Linked DNA regions of Hordeum vulgare: region 2 is linked to region 1. The links are chromatin contacts, called in public Hi-C maps. All regions are on one chromosome and are shown on one strand. Each heading gives the region's core, a stretch centred on a gene start, on an enhancer-like site or on the middle of the called end of the contact. The rest is flanking DNA. Distances are from core to core; before and after follow the strand shown.

Region 1 (7,172 bases), core at 2,518-5,017:
AAAACTTGCATCACCAAAAAACCCACGGGCCGCCGGTCAAAAGGAAAGAGGGGAAAAAAAAACTAGCAGTCAGAAGAGCACGAGCAGCCATGCGTCCTCGGGGCGATAGCGCCAACGGCCAAGCAGCTACATACCGTAGGCTGTCCGCCCCAGTTGCAGGAAGAAGCCAGGGCTCGCGAGAACCATGGATATGGAAAGGGCAGGGGCAGGTGGCATTAAAACCAGCACGTACTCAGAAACATCGACCGAGAAGGGCAACCCTGGAGCGCAGCGCAGGACCATATACGCACCGCTCCACGCGCCCTGACCCCTGCCCCTCCTTTATATGGATGGACGGGCTGAGATCGCCGGAGAGGGCCGTCCCCGTCCCCGTCCCCGTGGCCGTGGCCGTGATCGTGGCGGCCGAGCTGGGCTGGTGACGTTGAGCATGCGCTGGCATGCGTATGGGTGGTCACGGAGCTCCACGGTTGGTGGTGCCACCGGGCCGGGCGGGCGTGTGGGGAATCATTGACGGGCGGCGGGTCGGGTGGTCTGGTCGCCTCGCCAGCGCCACCGGTGGTGGACTCGAGTCCGCGCCAGCGCGAGGCCGGTCGTCGCTTGTTGTGCCAACCGCGCGCCAGCGACGGACCCCTGTTGTGCTCTCTCTCTCTCGCTCCCTTTCTCTTTCTCCCGTGCCTGGCTCTGGCTGTGGTCCTTGCCGTCGATCGGTCGCTAGCTTGGCTTCCCTGCAGATTGTTTGCCCATCACATGACAAAAACCTACGCTCAGTAGCAGCTGGCCACCCCCCTCGTCTCCATACGTACTGTAGTTTTCAAGATATTTTCTACGTATAGTCCTACTGGCAGATCACGGTTGACTGACGACGTACGCTAACTCTCTCAATATGTACTGTCTAGTTGTTCTTGCCCCCCTCGCTCGCTCGTATTTTGTGCCAAACTGAACTCAGACTCGCGGAATATATATATATATAAGTTGCCTGCCATAGAAATCATGTTGTTCATCTGTATCCGAAACAAGTTTTTAACACTAGTACTGTTTTTTGTGGTACAAAAAATACCTTTTGTAAACTAATATAATATGTTTGAATCACTACAGTAATGATCTAACACACTTTAGTGATTTGTAAAACGTCTTATTTATTAGTTTAGAGAGGGGGTATTTCTCTAGTTAAACATTAAGTCAAATTTTGATAAAAATACATACGAGGGAGACTAATATAAACCCGAACGGAGTAAGCACCGTCAAAGCAATTTTTTTTGGGTGGATCAAGCATGATCATAAGTTGGATAACCATTGGGAAAAGCAGAAGGACGTTGGCGGATCAATAACCCTAGCTAGCTAGCTAGTTGATCAAGAATGAAGGAACAAGTCGATAAAGGAACACAAGCATCATGCAAAATGGAATTAATGGCCCTGCATGGTGTAGAAGAACTTGAAAGCTAGCTACAACTAACAAATAAGCTTGGTGGGAAACAAAAATAATGAACCATCGATCGATCACGGCAGGTGACGAATGCCATTGCCTGATGAAAATCTCTTCCGCTCGCATTTGATCAAACCCTAAAGCTAAAAGAAGAAAAAAATAAACAATCTCTCCGCTGCTGCTGCTGGATGGATGATGTGTTTCCCTCCTCTTCTCCAATGGCACACCTCGCTCTTCCACTCACAAGCACAAGCGTACGTACGTGGGCGCACGTACGTAGGTATGATGGTGATCTAAATGCCATGGGATCACAGCCGAGAGTGTAATCCTTGCGAGTTGTCTAATGTCTCTAGGAGTAGAGGAAGGAAACCACAAAAGGAAAAAGAAATCAACGACAAAGAACAGATCAAAGGCACACCAGAGCTACCAATGCATGCGATGCGATGCGATCCTCGGAGACCCTCCCGGCCGGCCTAGGACTCGCTGGTGCTCATGCTCTCATGCCGCTCGCCGCCGCCGCCGCCACCTCCGTGTTGCTGCTGGCTAGACGACCCTCCTCCACCGCCGCCTCCTTGGCCCGGCGCTGTGTCCGCGGCCTGTGTCCGGTACGCGTTCAACGCGGCGAGGATGCCCATGTGCCCCTCGCTCCCGCCTGCGCCACCGCCGCTGCCTCCCACTGGGCCGAGCCCCAGCTGCTGCCCTGGGAGCAGCGCCATCGGTGCAGGGAAGTTCATGAAATGTAGCCCGCTCGGCACGCTCCCACGATACACGGCAGCCGAGGCGCCGACGCTGCCCACCTGGGGGAAGGTCCAGATCGACTCACCACTTCCTCCTGCACCGCCGCCGGAAGGCGCCCCGCCGCCCTGCGTGTTGTTGCTTGGCACCATCCAGACGGTGCCCGGCATTTGGCTCTGCGTGTACCCCGCCATCTGCTGCTGGTACTGTTGTTGCTGTTGCTGCTGCTGATGTTGTTGCTGTTGTTGTTGCTGCTGCTGCATTTCTTGCTCCCATCGACGCTTCCTCGAAAGGTCAGCGGCTGCGGCAGCGGCAGCGGCGGACGGCGAGGGCTGCACGTCAAGACCAACGCTGCCCGAGTGGAAGTTGAGCAACAGCGGCGACGGCGTCGACGATGAGGAGGCGGGGCCTTCGGGTGGGAACCCGAGCCCGACAACCCGGTCCCACGCGTCGGCGCGGGAGCCGAACCTTATGCCAGGGCTGGGCAAGGCTCCGCGGAGGTGCGCCGGGATGGAGAGCGAGGAGCCGGACGAGCGGAGGGAGATGTTGAGGGAGGTGAAGTTGGCCGGGATGGTGCCGGTGCCGGTGGCCGCGATCACCGCCGGCTCCGCCTGCTGCAGCAGCCACTCGATGGTCTCGCCGTCCGTCTTGTGCCCCAGCTCCCTGGTCAGCTGGAACACCCTCGCCGCGCACAGCGCCGGCATCCGGATGCGCCGTCCCCGGCCTTCCACTTTCGTGTGCCGGTCCTTGGTCGACGTCCGCTTGGGCACCGCCTTCCGCACCTGCATCTCCCCTCCGGCGGCACCGCCAGCGGCTGCTCCATTCCCGCCGCCCGCCGAGGCGCCCCCCGCAGCCGAGCTGGAGCACGGTTGGTCCTCCTTCTTCTCGAGGAGCTGCAAGGGGAAGTTGGGCCGACGGCCGCCTCCGGCGTCTCCGGCGATGTCCATGGTCAATTAGGCCATGCTATATACACATACACACATAGCTATCTCTGCGTGTATACGCTTTGGCCGGGTAAATGGGAGGTTGTTTGCAGGAGAGGGGAACGGATTTGATGTCGCCGACCGCTTCTTGTGGGTCTAGCTCGAGATTGGTTAGGTGTGATGGAGACGATGGTAGAGAGAGTCCAAGAGCTAAGCTATGAGGTTAAAGATTATAGGTTGGAAAGGAATCCTTCCTCATACGATACGATGAGAGAGAGAGAGAGAGAGAGGGGCAGAGGGCTGTGCGCGTGTGGGAGATCACACACACTATTTTATGGCGTTTTGGTGAGGTTCATCTGTGATCTGGGAGAGAAGGGAGAAGCATGAGCAGATGGCCCTAGCTAGAAGCTAGGAGAAGGAGAGAGAGAGAGAGAGACAGAGAGGGGGAGGAAGAAGATGGTGTACTTTGTAGGGCTTGGAGGAGAGAGATGGATGAATTAAATGGTTTCTTGATGTAGAGAGAGAGAGAAGCTTTTGTGTGTGTGTGTGAGAGAGAGACTGTAGTAGCGTACATGGAGAGGGGAGGAGGATAAGGCCGGCGGAGGAGAATTATTAGGTTCACCTAGCCAAGCCATGGCCATGGCGTGGCTCTCTCCCTCCGTGCTAGCTAGCTAGCTAATCCATGCACAGTGTGGATCAGTACTGTGGCAGAGCGTAACGTGATATGTTCTCCCGATGCTAACCAACGAATATCCCATTTAATCAGCAATACCACAACACTATTGCTAGCTACCGCCCTCTCTCCCCCTCTCTCTCTCTATAGAAGCGCCATACCTACGTGCCACGGATTAACCCGATCGAACACAAGGCCATAGGCTACGTGGTGTGATGGAAAGCAACGGTTCCTTTGTGGATTGGCTGCTTTTGAGAGGGAGAACCCTATCTGTTTTTTTTTCTTCTCTCCCTTCTTCTTCTTCTTCTGCCTTTTGCTGTTTGAAATGTGTTTCTTTTTTTCTCTGCTGTGCTAGCTGCTCTCGCTTTGTTTTTTCGTTTTTCTAAAAGGAAAAATCTTTAGACTGTGGCGAGGCAGTCACTTGGCTCAGGCTCCACGTGCGCTGTTCTTTATCATTCAATCCCCGGCCCGAAGACTGCCACCGCCCACTGCCCTCTGCAAGTCAAAAATACACAAGGAAAAATGTATGGCAAAGGGAATTCCTTTTTTTTCCCCTGGCCATCAAAGGCTCTTCGTTCCAACTTCCAACTAGCCTCAATGCATGTCTGGAGCATTTATTTATTGGTACTATTTATTTTAGCATGCTTCAGTTTCTTGTTTTGTGCTAGTACCATTTTTCAGGCCGTAGCACTCAAATCATGTAGCACCTATTTTTGATAAAGGGAAAAGCGGTCATGCAGGACAGGAGCATAACTTATATCTGGGTTGATGCATCCTTCATTATTTTCGTACTTGAAAATAAAGATTATATCGGTGAATTATGAGAAGAACAGCAAAGAAACAGGTGATAAAGTAGGGCCAGCTCAACCAGTAATCATTCCATCGCCCCTTTCCTATTAGGCTTTGCCCCCCTCCTTTGTTTGCCAGCCTTGGTGCCCTAATTTCTTGTGCTATGGACCTGGTGCACGCTGCACACGAAGCAAGTATCCAACATAGACTCCTCTTCCACTCGTATACTTGGACTAGGACTACTGCAAATGGCAAAGAGAAAGGGGCTCATTGTCTTTACACCCTGCAAAAGCTTTGGCTCTGAGTTTCGTGCAACTGTATATAGAATCTGGATCTCGAAAGAACAATTAACTAAGCTTTCATGACCAGCGTTGTGGCAGGTGTAGAATTATTAAACATCAATTCAATAATAATACTTGTTCTGTATCTAAATAATTACCTTCTTTGTATCTAAATAATTATAGTTGAGGATAACTAGACTAGTTTTCTTCAACTACAATTATTTATATACAGAGAAAATACAATGTAGTTCAGGATGTAGCAGCTGAGAGTCAAATGGTCAAATCTTGTGTTTCTATATTTAAACGAGCGCAAAATATAATAAGTGACCTATAGAAGAGGGGGGGGGGGGTTACTAATTATAATAGTGTTTTTTTATCTATTTACTTCTTGTTCCTTTTTGAAAAAAATATTTCTTGTTGATTAGGGCGGATTCAGGCATCTCTCAGATCAAGCTCCAGAAAAAAGTATATGTCATTCAATTAATGCAATATACTCCCTTCGTTCATAAATTAAGTCTTTTTAAATATTTTACTATAAACCATGTACGAAGCAACATGAATGAATTTACACTTTGAAGTACTCGCACGGACAGAAGCGCGGCCATGACGTCGTAAGCCCCGTCGTGCCTCCCCAGGAGGCGGTGCTGCGCAGAGACTACTACAACCTCTCTGATGACCACTCCCGCGACGATGATTCCGACGACGACGGATGACCGGTTAGACCCTCTATATTTGTAACTATATCATAGGGTATGTCTGATTAGTACATCCATACGTAGTCTATAATAATGTCTTTAAAACATATACTTTTTTTATACCTAAATAATTATAGTTAGGAAGAACTATACTAGTTCTTTTTAACTATAATTATTTAGGTACTAAAAAAGTATTATGAAATGGAGGGAGTACTTACCACTTTCAGAATATTTTTACCAGTTCTCTCGTGGACCCATAATAGTTCCAAAAGCATTTCCAAAACCCCATCTTTTTCATCCGACCATTCTCTGGTGTGGACCTAATTCACCTCTCTGACTCCCTTACTGTCAACAATGCATGTTTGCCACAACAATATAATATCACAAGATGTACGGTGGATGTTTGGCAGAGATGTAGCCATTGGTAGATAGAAATTCACCAGCCTCTCTGCATTGACCAGTCCCTCCATCCCTCCCTCGCCCACTCTCCCTCCTTTTTCTAGCCCACTTTGAATCATCAATAAGTTCCAAATATGTCCAGCTGCCTATTCTGTTATTACAACTTACAAGCACATACCCGCTCCCCAGAAGTTCTCTCTCCGTTTACTTTGTTGACTGTTCTTCTTACCATGTTTTTGCTGTGGTGTGGTTGTGTGCATCCTCCGTACAAATTATACAGAAATGACCGGCTGGGTTTGGCCATCAGCTGAATTATACTCCCTCCATAAACTAATATAAAAACTTTTAGATTACTACTTTAGTTATTTAAACGTTTTTATATTAGTTTACGGAGGGAGTAACAAAGAAGGGCAAAACAAAATAATGTGTACAATGCACAAACATGTTCTCTCCTATTCACAAATATAAGATGTTTTAGATATTTTAACACGGACTATATACGGGCTGAAATAAGTGAATAAATACACTACAACATGTCTATACATCCAACTCAGAAAAAAAAATCTAGACTATTTTTTTACATCGTGGCGACGGGCTTACGCCGACCTGAACAATATATTAATGAAACTGTAACCATTACAATCATAGAAGAGAGGGATAGAACGAGGTGGGGGGCAGAGTGGAGAGAGCTAGAGGCGACAGAGATGCAATTTAGTCTACATTCTCTCACCTAGATGGAACAACATTGTACTCCAGTCTCCTAAAAGTGATTGCTTCGAAACATTAATCCACCTATTAGACCAAAGCATTAGTTCATCAGCACATGCGCGAAGTAGTGTATGAAGATCATGATGCTCATTCGGAATACTTTGGCGTTGCACCGCTTCCAAATGTTCCACAGTAGCACGATGATGACTGTTTATCTTGTTTTGTTTGACCCAACATCACCCCAAACAGTGCTTAGAGAGCTCCGGGTCACATCACATAAGCTGTTCAGCTCAACACATATCGGAGTGATCTGGATGCAAAAGAAGAGCATGTGGTTTGTTGATTCGACCGATGAGCAAAAGGTGCAACACCCCCTTCTAAAACGGAGCCCGTCTGTATATACTCCTTTCAATTTTAAATATAAGCCTTTTTAAACATTTCAACAGAGGACTATATACGAAACAAAATGAGCGAATCTACACTCTAATAACCACAACCACCTCCAAGAAATCGCATTGCATGCCCCCTTCTGGAAGGAGAGATTTG
Region 2 (7,172 bases), core at 2,196-4,695, 280 kb after region 1:
CACTTGGATCATATGCACTTATGATTGGACCTCTAGCAAGCATCCATAACTACTATAAATGATTAAGGTAAACCCAACCATTGCATTAAACATCAAATCCTCTTTACTCCCACACCACGCAACTCGTTTACTCGGGTGTAAGCTTCTATCACTCTAGACACCCACTATAAGCGAATCATGAACATATTGCAAACCCTCCTACGTGTGAAGGCATCTTAGGACAACACCATATCAACACACAGCTGATGTCAATTACATCATATCACAATTAACCCGTAGGACAAAAGAAATCTACTCAAACATCATAGGATAGCCATACATCATTGGATAATAATATATAGCATTAAGAACCATGTTCGAGTAAATCTTACACCGGAGAAGAGAGGTTTTACACCGCTGCATGGAGGAGGAGAGAGTTGGTGGTGATAGTAGCGAACTTGTTGGTGTAGATCGCCGTCACGGTGGTTGCCTCGGCGGCGCTCCGACGCCACAAGGAGAGAGGGGGGATAGCACCCCTCCTTCTTCTTCTTCCTTGGCCTCTTCCCTAGGTGGGAGGATGGTTTGTTCTCTGGTCCATGGCCTCCATGGCACCCGGAGGACAGCAGCCCCTACGGGATTGGATCTCCCTCTCTTTGTTTCTCTCTTATTTTCGTGACCTCTTTTATCTCCCTTCACCGTTCCTTCAATATCCGGAGATTCATAACTCCGATTGGGCTGAAATTTTGGGGGCATTTTTATCGCAATATTATCTTTCTTATGACCAAAGGAGAGATCCAACCGACTTAAGGGGTTGGCACAAGCCATCGGGGCACCACCCACCCCCCCCCCCTCCGGGGTCGCGCCCTGTTGGCTTGTGCTTCCCTCGGGCACTGTGTTGGTTGATTCCGACTCCCAAAATTTACATATATTCCAAAAACAATCTCCGTCAATTTTTATCGCGTTTGGAGTCCGTTTGATATGGAATTTCTGCGAAACAAAAAACAAACAAAAAACAGAAAGTGGCATGCGGCATTGGGTCACTAGGTTAGTGCTAAAAAAATATAAATTGATTAATAAATACTCAAAAGTATCCTAGAATGGTAATATAATACCACGGAACAATAAAACATTATAGATACGTTGAAGACGTATCTGACCCCGATCGGCTTGGATCTGTGTCGGGTCTGCAATTTGGCGGATGCGGTCGTCGTCCTCGGGGCTCTACCGGGCGGATTTGGTGGCTAGGCGTGTTTTCGAGGGAAACCCTAGGCCGACACGACGATCACTCCAAAGGTGACGTCTTCCGACGCCGTTTTTCTTCCTTGAGGCTTTGGAGTGGATTCCCTCCCTCCCACCCTCTCGAGCACAGGTGAAAGGCTGCCTTCCCCTGCTTGGACAATGACGACACACGGTGTCGTGCTTCTTCCTGAAGGCGTCATCCGGAGATTGCTCTTGCGTTGGTGAAGTTGGTGGTGGTGGGTGACGGTGTCTCCTAGCCCAGCACCCGTGGTACCCTTCTTGGTGGGAGTCCCGGACACCGATGATTCCTATCCATGACCGGTGCAAGGCTTGGTCCTTCTTCGGCCTACTCTGTGGTCTTCCGCCTTCGATCGACAAGTCTCAGCGTCGCCCTGCCTTGCCGTTGTCGATGTTCGTCTTCTATTGGTCGGTCTTCGTTGCGTGTGGGTCTGTTGTTGCTGTCTTTGATGGCAGCTTGGCCTCCTCTTGGTTTGGGTTTTATGGAACCTCTAGTTATTTGCAGGTAGGAATTGCGGAACACTATGAAACATCTTAGTCTTTCACCTATCGAGCCTAGGTGAAAGGGTAGCTCTGCGGAATAACAGAATCACGTGGCCTGGGGTACGTAGTAGCGCCATGCATGCATCGACGTCACAGGGGCAGACGAGGATGAGACCGGTGCAGTGAGCGGTAAAGTGGCTGTAGATAGATTGACGTGGGGCGGTAGGGGCAGCCCGCAGAAGCGATAAAGACGTGACGAGAAGGCTGCGTCGGCACGGACGACCACCTCGACAGGCCGATGGGATCCCGCGATCGCACGCCGAAATCCTTGGCGCCCAGCGCAGGTGGCGCCCGCGCTCGCGCCCAGAGCTTTTCGCCCCGCCGGTGCGCCCTCCCACGAGTGCAGGGGGCCGCCGGCCGTTGGTTCCCCGAACCGATCCCCACACGCAGCGGCCCTAGCGGGGAGGTGCGTGTCTCCGGCCACACGGCGGCAGGCAGGCGCACGCGTTCCTAATCCTTGCCCCTCCGCGCCCACCTGACTGGGGCCTTGAGCGCGCGGCCCGATCGCTCCGCGTTTCATCCTCGCGCCCTGCTCCGTATCCGGCAGCCCTGCCGGGCATCGGGTTTCCATCTGTTGCCGCTCGTGCGTCGGTACGCAGGATTAGCCGAGGTTTTTCTCCCGCTGCTCCTACCGGCTACCGCGCATTCTCAGCCATGCCGTCGATCTAAACTCTGCACCATATCCAACCCGACACAGTGGCGACGTCGGAACCGAGTAGTTGGGCGAGTTATGGAGAATCAGTTGGGGTATTTCGTCGTAGAAGAAACGCGCGCGGTAATCGTCCGTCGTGACGCCAATGGCGACCAAACAGGTGCATGTGGTGTCCCTGTTCCATCTTAACTGCAGATGCATCCACTTATCCGCACGACAATGCATGCATGGTACCTCTCTCAAGAAGCGCCTCTAATTGAGCCCAGTAGCCACGGACGACAATGCGTGGTGCGGCACTGCCTTGTATTCGTCTCATTCAATACGCTCAACTAAATATCATCTATTTCCGTTTCGATAATGAAATTGGACGGCTTCTTTGCTGCTCTTAAATTCTTCATAGTCCGAGCGGTCCGGTGCTTCTAGATGTAGGAAACCCGTGCCATTTTACGAGTGGTTCTTTTTCTTCTGATGTTATGTACAACTCAGTTCACCTGTGGTCTGTAATGACTGTACCTGATCGACATGGGGAGCTATTGATTGGCTCATGCTAGCTAGTAGTATACAGTATGCACCAGTCGAGTTGACCTTGCTTTTGACTACAGTAGTATCTGTACAGCACAGCGGGCGCTTGCAACTTGAGAATGATTTACTGATCCGACGGCTGTAGATGCATGTTGGTATGTTGCGACCGACGCGAATACATGGGAGCATGGTACGTGCCGCTACGTGGTATCGAGTGCATCAGTACTGACGCGTGACTTTGTAAGCTTTCGACAGTACGCGACTATGCACATCGAAATCACGTACCCATCGAGTCGCAATAATGCAGATGCTAGCTACTCCTACCTATAAGCAAAATTTGCGCGCGCTCCGGCACAAATGAGAACCTCTGACGACGGAGGGAGATGCCATGCCAGCTAATTTGGCTGGACGATGCCATGTGTTGGTGCTTGTGCTTATCAATTCAGAGGCCCCATGTGTCCGGGTAGATATGTTGCGGACATGATCCTGTGGGCTCTGGGTTGCAGTTGCGCTGGGGACACACACACATGCATGCAATACACGGTCAGGCTCACAGGCTAGCTAGGAGAAAACAAACTTGGGATTGGCTTTTGAAATGGGGCCCAAAAATGCCGCCCATGGATCAGCACCAGCTCTTTCTTGATGCTTCAACATTCAAGCCTATCCCGTTTCGAAAAGAAAAGAAGAAACTTTCAAGCCTATCCTCTAATCTGTACGTACGTGTTTATGCCCCGGAATTCAAATGTGTCATGATTGTCTCAGTTGTTCTTGGTCTTACTCTACGGAAATTATGTATGATTTCCTGCACAAGGAATCCTCTATTCTTAAATAGTTACAATCTATTACATATTGTTTTCTCTTCACGTAACTAATGTCACATCATTAATTTATGTATATGATCAAAAGATACAAATTATATACGTTTCAAAATATAAGACCTTTTAGAGATTTCACTAGGAGACTACATACGGAGCAAAATGAGTGAATGTACACTCTAAAATATGTCTATATACATTCGTATGTAGTTTATAGTGCAATCTTTAAAAGGTCTTATATTTTAGAACGGAGGGAGTACTACTCTATCCATGTAATCATGCCATTTCATGAATCATGCATGTTTAATTTCTTTATTTTTTACGGACACATACGGTTATGTTATACATTTTTGTAGCATGATTTATATGTCTCTACTCATAATTGCCCAATTGGTAAGTCGTCTCGCCTTGTACCCCATCCCATCAATCGATCTCACCTCCTCCTTTGATTTGTTTCATCGTCGAAGAAAGACGTTGCGAGGCCCCCGCCCACCTGTCACCTCCACCCACCGGTTTTTTCACTTAAAGCCCATTGGTCATCTGGTTCTTCTTTCTCTAACAGAAAAAAGGCTGGCCTAATAATCTATCCCCTCCCACATGCGATGCGAGCCTTCCCCCATGCATCGTGCAGCTGCCAGCCTCCCCCGTGCACCTCCCTGCCCCCGCTCGCCTCCATGCATCCGTGTAGCGACCCGACTCAAGACGAGTCAAGCCTTTGGTGTTTCCGTACCATCCCAAGATCATGCTGGTACATACTCAGTACATCAATATATATATCAAGAATTCAATCACACAGCTTTATTAATCGAAATCTCATATCGAGTACTTTATTACAATAATGGATTACAATAAAGTGGCTGAAGGCCATCTCATGAGATATCTAACGAAGACTAGCAGAAGCATCAGGTAGACGAGTCCATCCGACTCCAGGGCATGTCACTGAGCGTAGATCGTAGCCTCACTCCTGGTCGAAAAAATACTCTGTAACATGATACGTTGCAGCCGTGTAGGTCAGCATATGGAATATGCCGGCAAGTCATCAAAGAGAGAGGGTAAAATAATAATCAACTATCTCTACATGCATATTTGGCAGGTGGGGCTATAAGTTTTGCATCAAGCCAATTTTCTCCTACAACAAGAGGGGCTGAAAGCAAAATATTACTACAATGTTTGTTGTTAACGAGATGGTTCCGCCAACCAATTCTCGTACCCGAGTTGTTGTTAATACCCACATCATTATTAAGTTGTGTCGAGAGTTCAGGGGAATTTCAATGCCTTCGGCTCAAGTTGTCCATGACCGCGGACACGGCTAATCGATTAGGTTGGGCACTCTGCAGAGTTTTGCACACGTTCCCCACAAGATTTGATCGCCTCCGGGTATGTCCTCGCACTTCAGGGTGTTTGAAGACCGGATGATCAAAACATGGTCTTTCAACGGGTCCCTCTGAATCCCTGTCGGTGCCCATCCATTCCTACCGTTCTTCTACATCTGCTAGCACCGCCTGTCCAGAGTCGCCACGTTGTCCAACGAAGCCAGAGCCCATAATGACGTGTGGCTGTGCAGGTAAGCCTTGGGTCTTGAAGCCTCCGTCCGTCTCTTCGAGCCTGGATGAAGCTTTCCGCAAGATGTCATGGCACGTCTCCAGCATCCCGGGTCATCCACTGGTTTCTCCAGGGAGCCGATCAACCGTCCTTCACCCAGAGTTGCATTGCATCATGAGGTCTTGAAAAGTCTTGACTTAATCGGTCTTGGTTATTAAATTATTCTCGCATCACTCGTGTTATGGACTCAACCAAAATCCCGTCTACTCAAGCATAGCAATATGAAATTTGTCGTCCCGGGGCCAAGTATCGGGGTTGTTGTGTGCCTACCACATGATACTACAACCTATACTAAAATTTCCAAGTAGTTAAGCAGCATGCAATTGGGCAAAGAAAGGTGAAACTACCATGCATCGAAAAACATAGAAGATAGTATGATCAAAATGACTTGCCTTGATGATAGTTGTCTTGATCGAGCGCTTCTAAGTAACAAGCTTCGCACTCCGGGTGATCTACCGATACAAACAAATACACATCTTAAGCACTACAATCAAACAACAAGTAAAAATAACATCACAAGTAAATAGTTGCTATGACCTAAGTGAAAGAATTCACTATACGTCACTAAGGCAGAAACTTGTTTCTGTTAAAACCCCAAGTAAACATATTTAAAAACATTTGAAACTTATACCACAGTAAGATATAATCACTAGGAAACAGTAGCAAAAAGAATCAAATCAAAATCATTTTTGAAACTCCTGGAATAAGAAAAACAAGGTTTAAACTAAATCTGATCTAATTCAAATTTGAAAATTTCAAACATAGACAAATTATATGTTTTTAAAAACTACAGAAATTTTTTGATCTACTGGAATAAGTTTCAACTCCATTGGAATTCGGTATCAAAAGCTATGATCAAAACAAATTTGAAACTTTCTCTATTTCGGAATTAAACAGAAAAAGAGAAAACATATTATAACAGACAGTGGTACACGTGGCAGTTTCTGATTTGCTGATGGGTGTTTGCTGCGAGGGAAATCTAACACACGGACACAATCTAAAGAAAACTACCCGGCTCAGTTTAAGTGACAGAAAAATCGGTTCGATTTTTTTGTAAGACCCGAAGGGTATGCACATCTAATCTAACCCATTGATCTAAGATCCTACGGTGGAAAAAAACAACAAGAAGAAAACTAGAGGAGGGAGAGGCTCACCGTGGCTGAGAGGAGCTGGGCAGCTCCGGTGGCTACTCCGGCGATTGGGGGGGGGGGCTGGTTGCCGGCAGGGTGGGGCGGCGGAGGAGGGGGCGGTCGACTCCGGGCGTCGGGGAGGCAGCAGGACGACGGGGAGGCAGCAACAGTTTTTCTACGGCTAGCTCGAAGGGGAGCTCCGCCGAGCTGTGCGGGCGGCGTGGGGCTCGGGCAGGGCGGCGTGGGGGTGGAACGGGGCGAGGGCGGCGTGGGGGTTCGGTTTTTATAGGGGGAGGGGGGTGGCCGAGGGGGAAAGAAATCAAGGGCTGCCATGGAAGTTGCAGGTTCGCTGTGCAGGAATATCACGGGGAACAGAAAGATGGAAGGAAGAAGAAGAGGGAAGGAAAGAGAGAGAAGAAAAAAAGAAAGAAAAGAAAAGGGGAAAGAAAAAAAATAAGGAAAGAAGAGGTGCGCTGGAGGTGCTGGTCGGTTGGGCACGGGATTTGGATTCCCAGCGATGGGGATCTCGCCCGAGGAAAAATATCTCCCGTTTTTTTTAACAGAAACTAAAACGAAAAAAAAGAAACAAATAAAATGATTAATATAGGATATTATATACCAAAATGATCAGAAAAATATCCACTACACCACTAACATTTTTTCAAGGCAAAA

Evidence for each region. A called contact is a pair of places that touch in the nucleus more often than the background predicts.
Region 2: a Hi-C map of seedling shows a contact between it and region 1, with 4 times the contacts expected there. The contact joins the enhancer-like site here to the promoter of LOC123401786 in region 1. A contact is called at or near these places in 2 of 6 Hi-C or Micro-C datasets (leaf and seedling) and 1 of 1 datasets of contacts at active chromatin or transcription factors (embryo).

What each region holds. Positions count from the first base shown.
Region 1 is chr6H:504,921,338-504,928,509 of MorexV3_pseudomolecules_assembly, forward strand. It overlaps LOC123401786 (transcription factor TCP14-like), which reads right to left and starts at 3,768. Exons shown (of 1, transcript XM_045095637.1): 1 at 1,374-3,768. The coding sequence starts at 3,105. The coding sequence ends at 1,897.
Region 2 is chr6H:505,201,711-505,208,882 of MorexV3_pseudomolecules_assembly, forward strand. No RefSeq gene overlaps it. Among protein-coding and RNA genes, the nearest start is that of LOC123406208, 210 kb to the right of the region's middle. Within about 2 kb of position 3,446, at least 3 of the 3 cell types and tissues checked have open chromatin away from gene starts, as enhancers often do. A contact at or near this core is called in leaf and seedling, where this site is marked.